Regions from separate parts of the Mus musculus genome. Here region 2 is linked to region 1. The links are chromatin contacts, called in public HiChIP or PLAC-seq maps. All regions are on one chromosome and are shown on one strand. The core of a region is the stretch at or near the end of the contact, and the rest is flanking DNA. Distances in the headings are between cores, read along the strand shown. Region 1 has its middle 4.3 kb from the start of Gm34058. Region 2 holds the start of Ntrk2 (neurotrophic tyrosine kinase, receptor, type 2).

Region 1 (3,713 bases), core at 655-3,154:
GACCACTCCTAGCCTCTCCTAATTAGAAATTGTTGGGGAATTTTCTACACATTAGAAATGTGCAAATCTTTGTCCCTGCCCCCAATCTACTAAATTATATATCATGAACTAATGTTGTCAGAGGGATGGAAGAGAAGAATAGCTAGAAAATAACTTAGGAGGCATGTTTGACAAGATTTGGTTTTGATGGTATGTTAGATGGGATAGTGATGTTAAAGGTGACCCCCTGGGTTTCTGAGTAACAATCACCAAAACTTCTCCAGAGGAAAAGCAGCCTTCATGATCCATTTCTGCCTCTGCCTACTTTGTCCATCCCTTATGCACACTGTTCACTGGAGTTCTTTATCTAAGCTGTGTCCCTTCTTTTTTAACACCTGACTCAGTGTCTTCATCTCCCATGCATATCCACAGGATGCTCAAGGACCCAAAGATATATTGAGCCCTGTTCATCATCTTTCTCTCAGAATCTCCCATACCTTGTTGAATCTCCCAGTTGGTAGAACAGGTGTGTTATCTACGTGACAGCTAACGAGAGAGACATGAAAGCCAGGAGTTAACCTCACCCTGAGCCCCATAAACAATCACTTGCCAACTCCTAATTTTTCCCTTCCTTAGATCTCCAACATTGCCCACCTCTGCTTTTCTGTGAACCCATTGTTTCCCTATTCGTTGAGATTTTCTCCTTGATTTCTCAACCCCACTGTTGATTAACCTTACCCAGCCCACTGAAGCCCTCTGCTAAGCTCCAGTACAATGGGATGGGATGTGTCCTGAGAAGTGCAGTATTACACAGCATCATCTAATGGGTATGCATTCACTAGCTGAGGTGGGTCAGTCTCTCCGTGCAGACTCCTGATGCAGTCATACATGCATGCAAGATGTTTCCAGCTACTGCTAGGCAGCACAGCGCCCTTTTGGTGTAAGGAGGAGGGCACTCTCACCAGCAATGAAGTGTGGTATAGTTGTGTACTGCATTGGTGAGTATTTGGGTACTGCACACAGCTCTAAGATCTACACATCCATACAACAGGAAGCACAATAGGTTGGCTCCCATAAGCATCACGACAGGCAAAGGCAGTGGTGTACTAAGAAGCTGTGATGTAACCAGCTGAAAATTTCTCAGCTCCATTAAAATCTGTCTTTAAATTACATTTATTTGTTGGGAGGTTTGTTGAGGTTGCCCGCTAGGGTCCTCATGGAAGTCAGAGGATGACCTGCAGCAGTCTCATCTCTCCTTCCACCATGTAGGCCTCAGGGATTGAATTCCAGTCATCAGACTTGCATTCAAGTGCCTTTACCTGCGAGCCATCTTAATGGTCAGCATTAGAATCTTATAGGACCAATGGAGTATATGTGGCCATCATTGGTAGAAGCCTTACTATGTGCTGAGAAGCTGTGGACCATAGAGAGATTTCTAGTTAGGATGTTCACACACTGAATGCTCTTCAGTGATCCTTCCCATGTCACTGCAGACCAAGGCTCCACCCTGCCGATCCAGTCTTGCCTCCTGTCACTCACTCAATGTCTTTTGCATTCTCATCCTCTGTTAACTTTGTCTCTCTCAGTACAAATGTGAGCCAGGACCCTGTATCACATTTAGTTCATTTAGCGGGAATTTGTCTAGACACATTGTGCTTCATTTTTGGGTCCCTAATGCTGAAAGAATAAACTGGTTCATCAGCAGAGATTTAAATGCCTCTTTATGTGCAGCATTCACGGCGCCCTGGGAAGCTTACAGAATGTGACAGATAAAGCAGCTTTAGTTTTGAAGGCCCAGAAGATAACTTCAACTTTATATTCCCTAAACTACCATCATTCTCTCTCTTGCAACCCAGGAGTAGAAAGGACCATCAACTGCTATATTGGGAGAACCATTTATCCATATGGCGCTAAGTGGTTCCTGCTAAAGAATTCAGAAATAGCTGTCATTATTGAGCACCTGCTGGCTCATTCATTCCCCATTTCTGCTTGCAGTGAGTGATTTCCTCTGGGCCTGACATGGCCATTGCCATCATGAAACAGAGGCTGCAATTGTGACCTGCAGAATAACCTTGACTCCGTAGTCATGGCAATGAAATAAGCAGAACAATTCAGGGAATGTTCATGGTTTATGGTCATGGTAACAGGACTATTCCTACTTTCCGTCAGAGAAAGAGAGGGGAGAGCCATGGGAGCCTAACCAGACATCCCAACCTTCCACTTGCTTCTCAGCTACACACAGTCTTGCAGGGCGAGTAGAGTGTGTGACTCAGAAAACTCATTGAGGACAGACTTCAACCATATACTTTTCATGAGGCTGTCGCCCAAGGTGAAATGATGCTTTTTGGTGGGTCCACCTCCTCCCAAGTCACCCATACTTGTTAGTAACCCCTCACTCATAAGCCTTAAATCAGCCAATTATAAACTCATTAGCTCAATCATCTCAGCTAGGGTGGAATGATTTCTTTGATCTGCCACCAGTGCGTTTTCTGTGGCTAGTGTTGTTCACATCTCCCCAGGAATACAACGGAATACTTCACTCCCATGTGAGGAATAAAGGTTGTGTCCACTGGATTTATAACCATTGCAAGCCATTGTGGAACCCATGGGTTCAATAAACATTATGAATCTACCTCGCAATTCCTGAAACGTGGGACTCGGGTAAATGTACATTGGGAAAGTAAATGAGCGGAGCAAATAACTGGGACGTGTAGAGCTGGTATCAAATGCCAGGGTGGCTGTACTTGGCTGCTGCTGCAGTCCCACAGAGGAGTATGCTGAGCTCATGAGAAGCCAGCCACCCTCTTCTTTGTCCAACTTTTCTGTCTTTCCTAGATGTAGTTTGAAAAGAAAGGGCAAGGAAAAAAATCTGACCCATGTCACAATAGTGGAAGGGAGAAATCAAAGCATATTTATAAAGCCACGTAAACATCCAGCCATTGCAGGATAATAATGCTTCCTATTACACTGTGGGTCCAGTTTGTGTCTCTCTGTGTGTGCTGAGAGCACTGTTTTAAGGCAAAGAAAGCTAAACAGTTGAAATACCCTGACTTCACATCGTGTTTACTACTCTGTCTGTGCACGGAGGGAATGTGAGCGATTCTTCTGCAGTTTCCAGAGGGTTATCGGCTCACACAGATCCGCACATGTCAGAGAGATTTACTCCTAACACCCCTTCTGGGGAAAATTACATTAACTAAATGAGGTGAATTAGGTCCAAGTTTAGACGTTACCTATTAAACAGAATCTATTACACTGTCAAAGACACTAAATTGTCTAATCCACCATTTTAAATGTGAGAAGTTGACACTGGTTGAGGAGTCAGGTGTCCTCTACATTCATCACCCCCATGACAAAGCTACGAAACTGTCAGAGCTATTAGCTACTTAATAGCTTCAAATGCTTCATTCTGGTGGCCATAAATTGGCAAAATTATAAAACCACAATTAAAAATAAATATCTGTGGAGTAACAGAGCAGGTGCAGAAGTCTCAAGAAAAGACAGCTCATCTCACTAATCCATCATCAGCCAGTGGAGAGTGTCTGTCTGAAGAGTGGCAAGCTACGATCGTCATGTCCTGCAACAGTATTGCATAAATATCAGAGGCAGGCCTGCAACCAGAGCAGGGGGAAACTGCCACATTATGTCCAAACCTGTGTCTGCATTTCATAAAAATAAAAGTAGCTAAGTCCAGACCTAAAGAATCTTACTCTGTTGGCCTTGAAGTAAAAGCC
Region 2 (3,713 bases), core at 532-3,031, 120 kb before region 1:
AAAGCATCTCTGGCTGCAATCTCTGAAGCAAAATCCAATAGATGAGATGGAAAAGGGGGAACAGGACCAGTCAACTCCAAGCCTCGGGAAAAGATGTTAAGGGAGAGACCCTCACTTCCTCCAACCAATTCTTGAAAATGAATAATTTTAACCTCCTTTCTGGTTAATATCACTGGAACTTCTCTCAACACACACACACACAGTATATTTTACCAAACAAAAATGTTCCAATATAATTATCGTATACTGAAAGCCTAAAACACACCCATCAGAACTTTGAAATGAAAATGCACGCAGAATTCCTTCCCAGGAACATAATATATACGAATTTATGATTATATTTCTGTCTATATGGAATTTTAGAGTCCCACTCTTCACCAACTGACATCCGTAAGCCAGTGAAACAGACAGAGAAGTGACAGGTACCCCATCTCTCTGGTCTCTGACTTCTTGCCATGTGTGGGACAGCATCTGTCCCAAACATACACCTGCCTGATTCCTGAGGTGGGGACAGGAGAAAAAGTAAAAGGAACTCACATTTCCGTGATGTTCTCCGGGTCAACGCTGTTAGGTTCCAACCTCGGGAATGCCACGATGCCTGGAGAAGGCTCAGTACACCAAATCCTAGCGGAACTGCATTTGCAGGACGTCGGGCAGGCGAGAGAGGCCCTCCAGAAGCCCAAGACCAGCAGGCATAAGCCCCAGAGCCGCGCCATGGCGGGTCCATGCCACTTCAGCCAGGGCGACATCCCGAGCTGCCAGTGCCAGTCAGTCGGAGTGCGTGTCCCTACGCTGAGCCAGGCGTCCCCCGCCGGAGGGGGGAGGCCTTCCCTGCGCCCTCTTGCTGCTTGGTGCTGGTGGCCTCCCGCGGAGTGGAGCGTACCAGAGGCTGAGCCTGTCGGTGCTGGGGCTGAGCAGGTTGGCGCTGACCAAATGGTTCACAGTGGCTGGGACATCGCGGGCCGCTGCTCCGAGCCACAAGGCGGCTGCATAGTCCTATACGCCAGGCACCACTCGGTGGATCTCCCTGGACTCTTTGGGTCGCAGAACCGCTAAACCGGCACGAATATCGATATCGGTGCGCACCTCAGGGCTGAGGACAAACAGACATGGATGAGACTAATAGACCCCACACACCACCAACTGGGACACAGTCCCTCCGCGCTCTCCTCACCCTGAACCCCAAGCCTGGAGAATGAATGTCTGAGTGCCCAGCTCCCGCCCCGCCATCAACTTGCCCCTTAGTGCCCCCCCCCCGTGTGCCCGCCCTCCCTTCAAGCCTGAGGCCGAGGCATGAGAAGTCGGTAACGGGTCTTTGAGAGCAGATTCCATGGCATAGGCCAAGCCAAGGACCCTCCAAAGAGGCTGCGGCAGCGCTGGGGCCCCAATGATGCTGCAGAATCCTCCCCGGCCGCTGGGCGCGGGGGGAGAGGGGAGGTGGGCAGGTGGCGCGGCACATCCCACCTGGGGAGCAACTGCGGTAGCAGGACAGTGCCGGCCCAGGCCACCGAGGACTGTCCGCGCGGCTTCCCCGGCCTCCCGTAGCAAGCGCAGGGAGCAGAGCGCTGCAGAAGCAGCAACAGCAGCTGAAGCAGCGACTGGGCTCTAACCGGCGGCCGCCGCCGCCGCCGCCTCTGCTACTGCTGGCGAAGTGACGTGAGGGCTGACGCAGAGCAGGGGCAGAAACTCCAGAAAATTAGTATGAAATCCAAAAACACACACGCTCACACACGCGCGCGCGCACACACACGCACACACGCATAGCATAGCACCCTCCAGACAAAAGCAAGGCGGAGGGGAGGGAATCTGGGGGCGAGCGGGGAGGAGGAGGCTTGGTGCCAGCGGCCAGGCGCAGACAGCAGCATGTGGGAGTTCACACTCGCGCGCACGCACACACCTTGGCGGGGTAGCTGTGCGGGTGTGCATGTGTGCGCGTGTGCGTGTGTGTGCCCCCTTTAGACCCCGGTACATCTAAAATGCAGCGATGCTTCCTTGGTCCCTAATTCTTACATCTCTTCCACATCGCAGTACAGACTAGCTCCCCCTTTTTTAAATGGAAGCCCTGTTTGGTTAGGCTCTGAAAAAAATGCTCTGATTCGTATTGTAGGAATCCTCCCTTTTCCTTTTCCTTTCCCTCTCCCTCCCCGCCGCGTTCTTCTTTCTCACCATGCTCATAGGGGAAAGCAAGCTATTTCCAAAATATAGGGAAGACAAGCTACACCCCGTACAAAAATAAATATATAGCGCTGTACGTTAGTAACCAAGGACCATTGCCGGGTTCCGGACTACCTATTTAGGGGTGGATGGTTCCAAAGCTCTCCTGATGGGGTTTCTGCCAAGAGAGAAGTGTAGACAGCCTGCAGACACAAGTGTAGCTCTGATGGATCTTTCTCCTGCCGTTTGCGCCACAGAGAGAGCCCTGCGTGGGAAGGGAGCGCGCCGGCCGCGCTGTGGGTTCCCTAAATGCTTTGCACCGACCCTGGCCTGTGGAATGGATGGCTCCGCATCATCTTCTCTTATTCCTTAACCTGGCAGGATGCAGCCATTTGAGGATCACAGCTTCACTCCCCGCGACACCCACCCGCACGCGGAGCACCCAAGCCCCTGTCCCCTGCCCTGCCGTACCTTGCGCGTGTTCGTGTGCGCGCGTGCATGTGCGCCAACGTGTACCCTGCACCCGCGCTGCCCGAGGCAGGATGTGCTTCCAGCTACCGAGAGGCCGGGCTCCGGCAGCGCCCTAGAGTCTCAGTGGGGACACGTGAGATGATTCCGGAGGGTCGAGTGACAAACGTGCGGGTGCAGTTAAATGGTCGCTGCGGGCCATTCGCGAGCCTGATCTGAGCCTCCTCTCACCATTTGTAGCTGCGACCGCCCGCACATCCGCAGTCATTTAAAAGGGAATCTGGTAGATGCGCCGCAGTGCCTGACACTTTCGAGGGCTCTGGTGCCCCCGCGTGGGGAGAAGAAACCCAGCACGCTCCGGTACCTCGGGCCATTGCTACCACCGCATTAGGAACTGCGCTACCGGCGCACTGCAGCTCCAGATGCGCAACCGCCGCGCTGTGTGCACATTGCTACCCAGGCAGTGCGCCTCTCACCAGATCCCTACAATCTCCTGCCTCTGAAGTCCTCCACGCACCACAAGACAATGCGCTGGAGTCCAATTTAAGACATAAGAATAGTCATCCAACTGCCCGCAAAAGGCCAGAAATGAGAAGGATGATGTCAGGGGAAATGTTTGGGTCTTCGCACAGCCTTAAACATCACTAAGAAATAAAATCAATCTAGCAAGATTTTCACATAGATGTCATGCACCAGGGATAGAAATATAATCCTTACACATTTAAAACACCCGGCCGGCCGAGGCCTGGAGCAAAAACCAGCAGGTCACCTCACCCCCTTCCCTGAGCCCTGATACACCTTGGGGGCTTGGACCACCCAAGCTTCAGATAACTTCTCAGTTCTGCCTGCCACCTTTGCTGCTGTGGCAAGGCACAGAACCCCAAAGCTAAGACATCTTTGTCCAGGAGACACAGTTGTGCTGCCAATGTTCTTTTAGGGAGACTTTTCCAGACACATACACGTGCGTGCGCGCGCGCGTACACACACACACACACCTTATTGTGTATGTGTGTGGGTTACCAAATCAAGGGTATCAGAGGAAAGCTGATTTTCTCCTTCCATCACGCGTCCTGGGAGCAAGGTGAGATCAG

The links. HiChIP or PLAC-seq counts read pairs in DNA pulled down with a chosen protein or histone mark.
Region 2: a contact with region 1 is called in an H3K27ac HiChIP or PLAC-seq map of SST interneurons, with 4 times the contacts expected there. The contact joins the promoter of Ntrk2 here to the enhancer-like site in region 1. A contact is called at or near these places in 6 of 39 promoter capture datasets (embryonic stem cells, hippocampal neurons, liver and 1 more), 3 of 484 Hi-C or Micro-C datasets (cerebral cortex, cortical neurons and liver) and 3 of 115 datasets of contacts at active chromatin or transcription factors (SST interneurons, VIP interneurons and embryonic stem cells).

What each region holds. Positions count from the first base shown.
Region 1 is chr13:58,690,827-58,694,539 of GRCm38.p6, reverse strand. No RefSeq gene overlaps it. Among named protein-coding and RNA genes, the nearest start is that of Gm34058, 4.3 kb to the right of the region's middle. Within about 2 kb of position 1,904, at least 6 of the 459 cell types and tissues checked have an H3K27ac peak or open chromatin away from gene starts, as enhancers often do. A contact at or near this core is called in SST interneurons and VIP interneurons, where this site is marked.
Region 2 is chr13:58,805,765-58,809,477 of GRCm38.p6, reverse strand. It overlaps Ntrk2 (neurotrophic tyrosine kinase, receptor, type 2), which reads right to left and starts at 1,781. Exons shown (of 18, transcript NM_001025074.2): 1 at 1,465-1,781; 2 at 538-1,093. The coding sequence starts at 749.